Regions from separate parts of the Mus musculus genome. Here regions 2 and 3 are each linked to region 1. Evidence: chromatin contacts called from public HiChIP or PLAC-seq data. All regions are on one chromosome and are shown on one strand. Each heading gives the region's core, a stretch centred on a gene start, on an enhancer-like site or on the middle of the called end of the contact. The rest is flanking DNA. Distances are from core to core; before and after follow the strand shown. Region 1 holds the start of Rel (reticuloendotheliosis oncogene). Region 2 has its middle 90 kb from the start of Bcl11a. Region 3 has its middle 59 kb from the start of Papolg.

Region 1 (4,055 bases), core at 1,143-3,642:
TTCATAGACAGGGTCTCCCAAAATAGCCTAGGCTATTCTTGAACTTCAGAATGTCTGGCATGAGCCTGCCTAGTCCTGGGATTACTGGAAAGAGCTATGCCACCCAATTTAATGACCTCCATTTTGCCATACTCATTTAGAGTTCATTCAGAAAAGAATCCTCAACTGTTTCACTTCTAGCAGCTGGCCCTGCCATCAAACATGCCTGTCACCATGTCTTCTGTACAAACACTTGTCTAAATCACCTTTCTAAAATTTCCATCATGGCAACAGTGCCCCACCCTCACCCCTAGGTAGCATATACTAACAGTGTACCATACCAGCCAGGGTAAGTCTTCAAATGTACTGCATCAACTGCATGACTAAAGTTTCCAGTAGCAACCACTGACTCAGCTCAAACATGGCCTCTACAGAATGTCCTTCTAGAGAGCCCAGTTGGTTTCTACTACCCCCACTACCTTATTTTCTTTATAGAAATGCAGTGACATCAAGACTTATGCATGCTTGTGTTTTGAGACAGACTCCCTCATAGCTCAGGCTGGCTTTATAAACTCATTATATAGTGGAGGATGACCTAGAACCCCTGCTGGTCCTACCTCCACCTCCCAAATGCTGGGATTACAGACATGCCACCCAGTACTAAAATTACCACGTGTTAGTCTCTGTAAACCCCAATGACAAGCAGCCTTATCAGGTGTACAGTGACACCTTCCCCTAGCACAAGGTCTAAAAATATCCATGAGAATTTCAACCTCCTATTTACTTTTTCTTTGAATAAAGACAGTAAGTAGAAACTATGTCATTCAGATATGGTTGAGTTAAAAGCTGAAGTATGCCTGCATTCATGTGTGTGTGTGTATTGGTGTGTTCAGTGTTTTGTGGCTCATCCTATCTTCAAAGTTATGATTCTGTGGTCTTGACCTCTGGAGCGCTGAACATAGTTCACCCTGCTAATTGTTTTATTTTATTTTATATCTTTGTGACTTGTTTATGATTGTGTTTAACTAAAAACACAACTGCTATTTATACTCTTTGAGAAGACAATTTGGAACTAGCAGATTTTAATTATTTCCTTCACTTTGGGGGAGTTGTATAACAGGATGAATTTTTTATGACAGGATAGTATATATTTTAATTATCCAACCCCCCCCCCCCCACACACACACACACACTTTGGCGTTCTTTGAAGCGCATGTAGAGGTAAGAGGACAACTTTTGGAAGTTGATTCTGTCCTTCCATGGATCAAACTCAATTTGTCAGGCTTGGTAGCAAGCGCAATTATTCTCTAAGCTATCTTGTTGGCCATGCAAGATGATATTCTCTATTTCCCCTCCATTACTTGTTTTAGTCAGTAAATGACTGGAGAACGTAAGAGGTGGAGCCAGATAACCCTGAGTTATTTCTGTTGTTGAGACAGTCCACCTACCTCAGCCTCCCGCGTGCTGGGAGTGCAGTGCGCTAAACGGGGCTGGATAATCTTAAGCTTAAATCGTGCAATTCCTTTCTAGAACTCTAAAGTATGGACAAGCTACTCAGCTTCTCCAAACCCCAATCAACCCTAATACTCGTGTATACAATGACATGCTAATACATCATAGACTAAGAGAACAGGTGCGTATTAGCAACTGAAGGCAAACAAGATTCCGCCTGACCTGTCAAAGCACCAAAGTTCGGTCCAGGCCTCAGGCCGTGGGTATCTCGGCCAATCTCTGGACGTCGTGTACATTTATACAGAATGGGGTTAGCGGCCTCGCAGTGCAGCTGAAAAACTTTGGTAGGTAAAAGACGTAATGTAGATATAGAGGGAAAATAAGGCTGCGGGGGTCCCCGTATGCAAATCTGCGCCTTACTGCCGAACGCGGGCGCTGGCGCTTCCGCACTTCCCCTCCAGAGCACCCGGACAACTCTCTGGCGCGGGGGCGGAGATTTGCATGTGCGAAATCGGGAAGAGGGGGAACCACCGGTCGAAAACCCCGGGCGGGCCTCGGGCGGCCAAGGAGCGCGCCCGGTGCACCGCCCGGCCCGCCTCCGGCCGCTCGGCCAGCATGACGTCACGAACACGCCCCTCGGCTTTAAGCGGCGCTCTCAAGGACTCTGGAGGAGGGGGATTTCTCAGGGACCGACGGCTTCTCACGCGCGGAGTCGTCGCTGCGCGCCCTCACGGAGCTCCCGGCGCGAGCGTGCAGGCTGTGGTGGCTCTGGAGGAAGTAAGCGCACTGGCCCGCGCGGGGTCGCGCGCCCGCCGCGAGGCTCCGCCCCCCGCCCCGGGTAGGCGGTGGCGCGAGTGACGTAAGCAGCGGGAAATCCCCCCCCCTCCCCCCACGTTCCGCCGGGCGGTCCGCCCCGCCCCCTGCCCCTGCCGCGGCATCCTGGCAAGGCGACGCCAGGACACTAGTGACCGGAGCGCGAAGATTCGGGGGTGGGAAGGTGTGAGCCGCAAACCCAGAGGAGCCGGGAAAGAAGAGGAGGCCCGGGGGTGGTCCGAGGACAGGCGTCCCGGCTGCGGAGGCTGCTCAGCCTCCTCACTGGTTGGCTGACTGACGGGCTAGCTGGCTGACTGCCTGCCTGACCGACTGCCTGGCTGACTGACTCACTGACTGACTGACTGGCTGCCTTGCAGCCTCGGGCCGGACGCTGGAAGCTGCAGCGAGCGGCGCGCGGAGCCGAGCCATGGCCTCGAGTGAGTACCGGGGCGAGCACTCGCGGGTCACGGGGAGGAGCTGTCGGGGGCTCCGTTTGGGGTTAGGACGGTCTGCCTTTCAAGTCTTCTCATCTGGCAAATTGTCAGCCGTTTGAAAAGTTGCCCGCTCCGGGGTTTGCGTGTGAAATCAAAGCGGCGCACTGTAATCTGATCTTCTCCTAATAGCCAGAACCTTCGAAATTCCCAACGGTGTGCTTTTAGGATCACAGGGGGTAATCTCAGTAAAGGAGAGCAGAGAAGCCTCGCGTTTAAAGACTCAGTGGTATGGAGACCCAGTTTTACATTTTTGAACAAAAAAGAGGAACCTCCGGACCTCAGACGAGCTTTCTTTTTTTAAGTCCAATCGTGCTAGCGGCTGACACTGGTACAGAATGTGGCGTGGCTGTGAAAGTCCTCAGTGGCGTTTTAATTCGTTCCAAGCGAAAACACTACCCCCGCCCCCACGAGCTAAAGATGTTGCTTGTCTAATTTACCGTGTAGAGACCTCGATCCCTTCAACCCCCAACCCCAAACCTGCACGCGCGTTTTGTTAGCAGCAAGAGGACGAGATTTGATTATACTTTAAAGTAACTGGTAGGGTTGAAAATGTCATCGTTTAATGTCAGTGTTTTATCTGCCACTAGTAAGTTTTGGATCATCTGCTTTGAGGGGGACATTTATAAGAAACAGTTTACAGGACAGGGGAGTTTAGTATGACAGTCGTACTATATGTAAAGCAAGCACTTGAAGCAGCTGAGATGGTGGTGGGAGCTAAAAATGACACCTTCTGTCTGTAGCAGGACGCTGACCCTTATCTTCCCAGTGACCCTCAGTAGAAGGCAGCCGACGTCTGGCAGAGAAGAGGAAGTAGAAAGCTTAGTGAACTCTTTAAGAGTTGAGCAGAACAATATCATAACTCCTGCTGTAAAGGAAACTGGGGTGTTTCACATGACACTTGATTTCAGTTTGTCTGTGGTTTTCATGAGAAAACAAGTGTAGTTTAAAATATTTCAACTTTCTCTTTACCCATTTAAATGAAGCCAGGCTTTCAGATGCTCTAGTAAATTTGTAAATTTAACTCATGTTCTGATTAGAAGCACAAAAAGGCTTTAAGTATTTAATTCATTGGTAATCAGAAAGAGATTTTTGTATGACATTTGTAAAGAGTGGCAAGCTTTGTTAAAACAGTTCTGTCCTTGTCTACCTAATAGAATCTTATTATATAGTGTATGAATGCAATACTTGAATTTTTTTCAACAGAAAAGTCATTTATTAAAGAACTGTAAGACAGATATGATTTTAAAATGTAATACAATTGCAATTTGCCTAAGGACATATATTTTGTGCTGTTATAGAAATGATTCCAAAAGTTAA
Region 2 (4,055 bases), core at 534-3,033, 220 kb before region 1:
CATGTTTAAGTCCCTGGAGTCTCGAGACAAACACCAAAGAGGCCAAAGTGCCTTAGATAAAATCATTGGTTGTTTGGATATTCTTCTTACAAAATTCCAGCTCATGAAATGGTAACATTCAACTTGAAATTTCCTTGTAAAAATTTATTATTCTCAAAAAATTAAAAACACTGTAACTATGTCAATACAGGATTAGTTAAAACAAGTGTTTCCAAGTAAGTAGTCCGTGGTCCTTAAATGTAACAGTAAACATCTATGTTTATTGACATGAAGAGATTTCATGAGATATTGTTAAGAGGAAATCAGGGTACAAAGTAGCATTTACAGAGTGTATGTGAGCGACCACACTAGAAGACCATACAACACAATGTTCCCTGAGGTGTCTCTGGAGTGTAGACATAAACCCTGCCTTGTTAAGAGTAATTGAGTTTTAAAATTACTCTGGTTCACTCTCAAAAGCATCCTTGAGCAGGCATGCACTCCCTGACATTCAAAAGCACCGTTGAGCAGGTGTGGTCACATGTGTCTGTACTCCTTAGCACCCAGGGAGCTGAGGCAGGAGAGTCCTGCCTTAAAGACCAGTCTAGGCTGCATAGCAAGACCTTATCTCAAAAATAAGAGTTTTATTATAAATTATATGATTACCATAGAAATTAATAGATTTTCTTTCTTGTGGTATTTTTGTATTTTAGCAAGTCTTCTTAAAAATAAAAAAAAATGCTATTTTAATGGGAGGAAAATATTTCATAATTCTTACTTCTTAGCTATTTAAACCAGCTGTCTCCATGTTAATCCAAAGTCACTGCTTTGGCGAAGGTCAGTAATCTTACAAACCCCAGGTGCCTCACTAAGTACAGCGGACTCAAAGGCCTAAGCAGTCTCCATTTTCACAGCCCTCAGCTAGCACCCAGTGCCCCGTGCCAAACGAATCTTTTGTCTATTACATTGCATTCATCTGTGACACTCTCATCCACCTCCATTCACCTGAGAACATGCCAAAAAAAAAAAAAAAAATGTAGCGCTGCTACCCAAGGTCTCCCACCTAGATTGAGACCAAGTCCTCTGCTCCAGGACCCAAGCTCTCAGTGGCCTGGCCAGAGAACGCAGATGGCAAGGAATGATAGATATTCAGAACAACAGGGGGAGTGTCCTGTGATGAAAGGGTTAAAATCTCCAGGTGAGAACAATCCTGGGCCGGTAACTGTTCTCAGGATGTGAGAAGAGGAAGGATGGTGAACACATGGAGATGAAGCCACCACACAAGTCTTGGAATCCAAAGGGAGTAGCCCGTAAAGCTGCAAAGTGTCACAGGGAAGGTGACTGCCTAGCAGGAAGTTCACCTCAGTTTGGCAAGCAAAGGGCCCTCCTACAGACTGTGCTAGAGGCAGCAAGGAGTGTGGAGTATGAACTCGGAGGCTGAGGACCCGCAGAGCCATGAGCATGGTGGGGGGCTTCCCTGCAGAGGCTGGAGGTCAACAGCAGAGCCCCCCCCCCCAAGCCTTTCTAATTTCGTTTCCATAATTGCATGGTCTTCCTCCCCAAGGTGTTTGAAACTTCAGGCCCCTTCAACCCTGCATCTGCCCCTTACCCTTATTGTCTTCTTGTACCAGTTTCCAGTCTCAACACTGGGTCAAAATGTATCCTTTTTAAGTTCCTCTTTTGTCTTCAGTTTCTCTTCCTTTTTTTTTTTTTTAAATACCTTGTTTTCCTTAGTATCAGACTCTATTCTTATCTGCTTGCTTTCTTCTTGCAACCCAGTTGTGTTTGTTACTGTAAGCTTTCCCCTTGCTTCATCCTGTCTCCACCTCTGCTGTACCTCACAGGGTTTCAAAGCCACAATAGAATCTGGTGAGATGGAAATACAATTCTGTCCAGACCCCTCCAGCAGGCAGCAGTCGGCAATGTGTCCTGCCAACTGTTAGGCCCCTTGTCCCTGAGCCTCTGGCCAGTCTCCTGGGTCTGGGACTCCTCTTCCCAGCTTCTATCCCCAAGTTTCTGGCCAATTTCTCTTCCTTCTGACTCTTTGTTCTCACCTTCTGACAGGCCTAATAAGGTCACGACCCAAGTGCATTTTTCCTTCAAGGCCAAGCTCTGTCTTCTGTCCTCTATGGTGTCTTTATGTACTGTGGGTCATACTTTGGGTGGGTGGGCACATGGAGTGTTGAAACATATGACCCTTAAAGAATATCTTGGGATGGGTGTTGAAGAAGCAAGAAGATACAGTCGATATGCATATGCAAATCATTATGTACACCTTTCTGTGTATCTCTTGCCCCCAGGGTTTATCCCTGTTATTATCTACGATCCCCACCCTCCCCAGGCCCATGCCTTCTCAACCTCTGGAGGCACCAGAACCTAAGCAATTGGCACCAATGGATGTGCCCAACTAAGCTGACAGCCTGCCATCTTCATCAGCAAGTTGGTAATTACATTCACTTTACCCATGTTTCAGTCTATGGCCTCCCAAGAGCTGCACTTAGTTTGTCTTGTTCTCTTGTACTGTCCTTCTGGAACTTATATATGTTATATAAATGACAACTTCCAAGGAGACAGCAAGACTTCCATGTGTGCCTTTTGTTTTGCCTGCTCACACTTGTCATTTGCCATCCACTTCCTGGCCCAATCCCCTCCCCTCCACCATAGGTCATGGAGAACGTGCCTTTCTGTGGCAGCTGGGAAAGCAGGTCAAAGATCAGAAGGGACTCACACACAATTTCCCTAGTAACAAGTTTTAAGCCAGTGAGTCTCCCCAGTGGGGTCAAACACTTCTGTATCTGAGTGCATTTTTTGCTCTTCTAAGTCAGAGCAGCCAAATAAATAATCGCTGGCCCACGGCGAGAATGTCAGCTCCATCGATAGCAATTAGGACATTGTTGGCAAAAGAGGTGCTTGCCCACGGAGGTGGCAGATTCTGGCCCAAGTCACTGAAAATCAATATCTGCACACGTTCCAGATGCCACACTGGTTTAGTTACAAAGATGTGTGAGTGAAAGCTCAGAGTGCTGTCCAAAAAGGTCGGTGGCTGAGTCTTCAAGAGACCCCATGACTGGAAGCCGCCTTGATACATAGATCACCATCCAGCACAGACCCTCAGCTTAGAAGCACTTGAAAATGGATTTGATTCAACAACTCAAAAACCAGATTTTCAGTGATATGCAACCATGCAACCTTACCAGAGACTGGAATACAAACCAGGGTACCAATTTGGTTTTTGTACGCTATCACTTTCCAGAAACCAGAAAGCTCTAGTTTGTCAGCTAAGTGGCACCTTTCCTGCATCACACCGAGGCAAGGAGTCCTTTGGTGAGATGGAAGTAGAGCCCAGGTTTGGAGAAGACAATGTCTCAATCCACCTTTTTCTTTTCCTTATCTCTTCCCCACTCCTCACCTTTGGTTTAATAGACATAAATGGCCAGGTTTTCCACTCCTTCTTTTGCAAATGTTTCATCAAGACACACCACATACTTTGCTCTGTTACAGTTCAGGGCTTCTCAATCTATTTGCAGAGCTGTCCAGCAATCACCACAAAGAATGGCAGAATGTTTTCATTGCCTCTGAAGAAAACCTTTAGCACCTCCTACACCCCTCCCCAGGCCTAGTCAACCTTTTGCCTCTGTCCACATGCACTAGAAATCAGACAGTGTGTGGTCCGAGGCCAGCTTCTTTCTCCTAGCAAGTGTTTAAGGTTCGTCCACGTTGTGACATGATTAGGACTCCACTCCCTTCTGTGAAGGGAATAATACTTCACTACATAGAGAAACTACATTTTGTTTATCCATTTGTCCACTGGTGAATATTTTAGGCTGTTTCTTTGGGGATTTTGGATACTGTGACAAATGCTCCTATGAATATTTGTGCATATGTTTTTTGGGCGGGCATGTATTTTCATTCCTCTTGAGTTTATGCCTAGGAGGAAGACAGCTGGATCAGATGGAAGCTTGGTGTTTAACTGATTTCCAAGGTGGTTCCACCATCTTTCGTTTCACCAGCTGAGCATGAGGGCTCTGATTCTCCCACATCCTTGTCAGCCATGTTTATCAGCTGACTCTCTGATT
Region 3 (4,055 bases), core at 735-3,234, 180 kb before region 1:
AAACCATATTTATACTGTTATTCTAGGATATGAATTAGTTTTCAGCGTAAAATGTGGACTCCTGGAGAAATGTGAAGATTATGCAGAATGGCCTCTTTCCCTTGATAGATGGGGTGGGGGTGGGGCAAACTTAGATACCCCTAAAGGAGCTCTGTGCCCCCCACATTTGTTGCCATAGTCAGTCTCACAGACACAGACATCCCTTCTTTTTCTTCACTTCCTCCTCACCAAGCATTGATGTACAAGTGTCCTTTTCTTCTTAGATTTCTTAAAAATTGTGTGTGCATATGTCTATATGTGCATCTCTCTCTGTCTCTCTGTCTCTCTGTCTCTGTCTCTCTTTGTCTGTCTGTCTGTCTGTCTGTCTCCCCCCCCCTTAGAAGTGCAGTAACAGGCAGTTATGATGTGGGTGTTGGGAACTAACCTGGGCAAGATCAGCATGTGCAGGAACTGTTGGGCCACCTCTCCAGTCCACAGATGCCCTTCCTGTCATCTCCAGCAAGTAGGAGGGGCTACATCCCTGGCACAGAAGCCAACACACAGCACAGCATAGGGCTACCAGCTGGATGCATGCCATTGGCCAGGCATCAGGTTATGTTACATTTTTTGCTCTCACAAACCTAACAGTGCCGACTTCTGCTAGCATTTTCTGCCTTGCTTCTCACAGTGTTTCTTCTAGGTAAGGCACGGGTAGAAAAAAAGAAGCTGTTGTATTTGGAGGTGTGGCTAAATCAAGTATTTGCAGAAGATCCAGTTCAATTTCAGAATCATCTTCATTAGAGCGAAAACCATTTTCAGTTTCTCCTCGGAAAGATATCAGCCCCTTGATAAGACATTTGTTTCAAGAAGACAATGTCTTACATAAATAAAAACGTAGCATGAGCCTGCTATTTCTAACTTGAATATCCTGCATGGACCCGCTACACCAAATGCTGGCTGATCTGATGAGCTAACAGATTACATCAAATTTGGGTTTTGAAATATTTTTTTCCACTTGTTTAGAAGCAAAGTCCATCATTTCAACAGAGAAGTTCTTAAATACAATCTGTTGAGACAGGATGAAAATTGTTGTGAGCGAACTCCTATGGCTTTGTGTACCCCACACTGACAGTCCTGGTGGGGTCTAGCCCTCGTGTGACCTCAGCTCATGGCTTATGCCAACTGCTCAGTGTTTCCCAGTCATGACAGGTGCACCGTGTGGGCTCACAGAGCAGGCAAGCCGTCCTGCAGCACGCAGCCCTTTCTCCCGGTGGTCCCTAAACGGGACATTCCTCTGCTCCTCTGTACCATCTTCAGAGAAGCTCTCCTTGGCCACCTCAGTCTTTGCTCCCTGCTAGCAAGCTCAGCTTTCTCCCTAGGAATTGCTAACCAAAGCGTCCTTTTTCTTGTGTACTAATTATTGATGGGCCGACCTCTGTGATAGAATTTAAGCACAATAGAGCAGGACTTTAATCCATCTTGCCTGCCAGCTCTGTGTGCCTGGTTCAATGATCTCTCTGCCATCAACAACCGATCTACCAATGTAATTCATAAAGTAAGTTCTGAGATACCCAGATACCTCTCAGACCACAAACTAGACCTGGCTGCATATCAGAATCCAGGTTAGTCCCTCAAAGCTGCAAACTCTGTCTCTGAAAAATTGAATTCATTTCCGAAATATTTAGATTCTGGTTAATTCTACATAATGGCCACTAGAGGGGGCCATAGTCAAATATTAGAAAAATCTAAGTTCCGTTTTGTTTTGGTTTTTCCCTCAGAGCTAAAAATCTTCCCCAGTCCTCCTCTCTACCTTAACAGATTAAAGCAAACGTAATATACTGTGACAGGCGGCAGACTCTACTCCACAGCAAGGTACCACTGGCATTTAGAAAATTCTCTTGGTTGTCCCAGCTGTAGGTAGCCACCAAGAAATTGACACCACCTTGGCCACTCATCTGAGCCTGTTGTCTCTAATATTGTCTGAAATCTTCCAGCCAGCCTCAAACTGCACTCACCCTTGGCCACTGTGGCATACAGAAAGTCCCGTGTTCTCCCTTTGTTGACCCACTGTCTGGTTATTCTCACAGAAAGTGCACTCCCCACAATGCACTCTCCCTCCATCCCCAGAACCCTCTCCATCTGCCCTGCCATTGCTGGGAGAGATAAACACTCTCCTCTCTTCAGTGATGAGCCACACACAAACCTAATAGGAGAAGCAGATTGACACTCATCTAGTCACCTGCAACTGTCACAGCCCCAGTTAGCTCCTGTGCCATCATGAGTCCTACTGCTAAAAGCCGACTGGCGGCTTCTTGTTCCGCTGTTACACACCATCCTGCTCTGAGTGTCTCAACAACAGTGTAAAAACGGGTGCCACGGACCGGGCCTAATTAGCCCCCCTCAATCCGTGGGAATCAGGGGTTCCGACAGATGGGCACAGAGTCGGTGGGAATTGGGGTGACAAACAGACTCGACACAAGGAAGTGTGGATCTGATGTAATTTGTCAAATAGAGCATCAAACTTTTTATACAGAAGAAAATAGGGAAGTAAGGTGACAATGAGGTTACTGGATTCTTACATAAATCAGAGGAATGCAAACACGGAAGGACTAGCAGGAACCAACTGGGATAAAATTCAATGTTAACAACTGGGATCAAAAATAGCCCCACCTAAGGCCCACTTAATCTTAGAAGCCAGGGGCAAGGGCTTCGTGCCCTTGCCATAGTTCCTACTCTAGTCTATTGTATAGTCCACCTTCCCCCTAGGCCATTGTAAATACTTGTGTATGGGTGTAACTCAGCTATCTATAGTTCTAAGTAACTACTCTGGTTCCTCTTTAGGTCACAAACTTCCTTCTTCCTAGGTAATGGTAAATTTCTGTGTAGGGCAGTGACTTAGCTATCCATGCCCAGGGTTGGATCAAGGACTGCCTAGAATCTAACTTAGCTATATCTCAAAAAATCAATCCTTAGGAGCACTTGTAATAAAGCAATATTAAGGGAAAGCACACAGATCCATTTACCAACTAAAGCAAGGACATTGGAGCATTCGTTATACAGGATGCCACAATTCCAGGAGACTAAGTTTCCATGAACTTTCCACCTGAGGACAGCGCCCAGGTGTCCGGGGCCTGTCACACTTGTCACTACTGGAGTGGATGTAGCAGTTCCCCTGTTTTTTATGTTTTAGACGAAGTTCCAGAATGTCCCGCCTCGTGGTAGCTACAGATCTCAGAAGAACTCTAAAGATGAGTGGAAATACAATGATTACTAATAAAATAATGCCAATAATAATAGCAAACAAGATTATATATTGAACCTAATCCAAGGGATTCAATGCACTTAGGTTATTCTTTAAATTTCTGGCCAATTCATCAATGTTCCAAGTATCCAAATGGCTTCTGCTAATATCTGAATTTTCTGTTAACCTAGCCTTAATATTTGCTATATCCTGTCTCAATCTATTGCTAAAACTGCCTTTTGTAAAAAAGCATTAACCTTTGCCTCCAGTTTATCTATAACAAAATGAGAGGTATGTAGTTGCTGAACTAAAGCTGTGGTAGATACTGCAAAAAGAAGTTAAAATTACAATTAAAGCAGTAATTCCTAAAATCAGAGCTGTAACAAATCTCCTTTGGTCTAATAAGTTCATTTAACTTTTTCAAAGTTTGCAATCCTGAATTCTCAAACCAAGAATTATTTCCTAACTCTACAGGCAGCAAAACGTAAGCAGGTCTTTTTAACAACATCATAACAGCAGATTCCTTATCTAAATTAGGATCTACACAATTAGTTAATTGACAAGAATTACAATTAATATGAAAAGACTTGAAAAGATTGGTGATCTTAACTCTATCAAAATTACCCAACAATATAGCATATGGGTAAGGCACACAAGCCTTCACAGCTATAGGGGAGTTGGCCTAAATGGCCAAAAACAGTGTCTCTGACGAAAGCATCGTGTCCATTCTCTGTACCAGTCTCTCCGCCTCACGAGTCAGCTTCTTTAGTCCTCACCAGGTCGGCTCTCATTGCTGCAGTCTGTGGCAGGGATAGGGAGAGTCTCTTCATTTTGC

What was found. HiChIP or PLAC-seq counts read pairs in DNA pulled down with a chosen protein or histone mark.
Region 2: a contact with region 1 is called in an H3K4me3 HiChIP or PLAC-seq map of bone marrow-derived macrophages, with 2.3 times the contacts expected there. The contact joins the enhancer-like site here to the promoter of Rel in region 1. A contact is called at or near these places in 4 of 39 promoter capture datasets (the C10 cell line, cranial neural crest, embryonic stem cells and 1 more), 1 of 115 datasets of contacts at active chromatin or transcription factors (bone marrow-derived macrophages) and 1 of 9 other capture datasets (liver).
Region 3: a contact with region 1 is called in an H3K27ac HiChIP or PLAC-seq map of bone marrow-derived dendritic cells, with 4 times the contacts expected there. The contact joins the enhancer-like site here to the promoter of Rel in region 1. A contact is called at or near these places in 6 of 39 promoter capture datasets (the 3T3-L1 cell line, the C10 cell line, the HPC-7 cell line and 2 more), 4 of 484 Hi-C or Micro-C datasets (CD4 T cells, cortical neurons and embryonic stem cells), 8 of 115 datasets of contacts at active chromatin or transcription factors (the 230-238 cell line, the HPC-7 cell line, bone marrow-derived dendritic cells and 5 more) and 2 of 9 other capture datasets (adipose tissue and liver).

The regions. Positions count from the first base shown.
Region 1 is chr11:23,769,306-23,773,360 of GRCm38.p6, reverse strand. It overlaps Rel (reticuloendotheliosis oncogene), which reads left to right and starts at 2,392. Exons shown (of 10, transcript NM_009044.3): 1 at 2,392-2,681. The coding sequence starts at 2,672.
Region 2 is chr11:23,985,574-23,989,628 of GRCm38.p6, reverse strand. No RefSeq gene overlaps it. Among named protein-coding and RNA genes, the nearest start is that of Bcl11a, 90 kb to the left of the region's middle. Within about 2 kb of position 1,783, at least 31 of the 459 cell types and tissues checked have an H3K27ac peak or open chromatin away from gene starts, as enhancers often do. A contact at or near this core is called in bone marrow-derived macrophages, where this site is marked.
Region 3 is chr11:23,952,205-23,956,259 of GRCm38.p6, reverse strand. No RefSeq gene overlaps it. Among named protein-coding and RNA genes, the nearest start is that of Papolg, 59 kb to the right of the region's middle. Within about 2 kb of position 1,984, at least 20 of the 459 cell types and tissues checked have an H3K27ac peak or open chromatin away from gene starts, as enhancers often do. A contact at or near this core is called in bone marrow-derived dendritic cells, bone marrow-derived macrophages and pro-B cells, where this site is marked.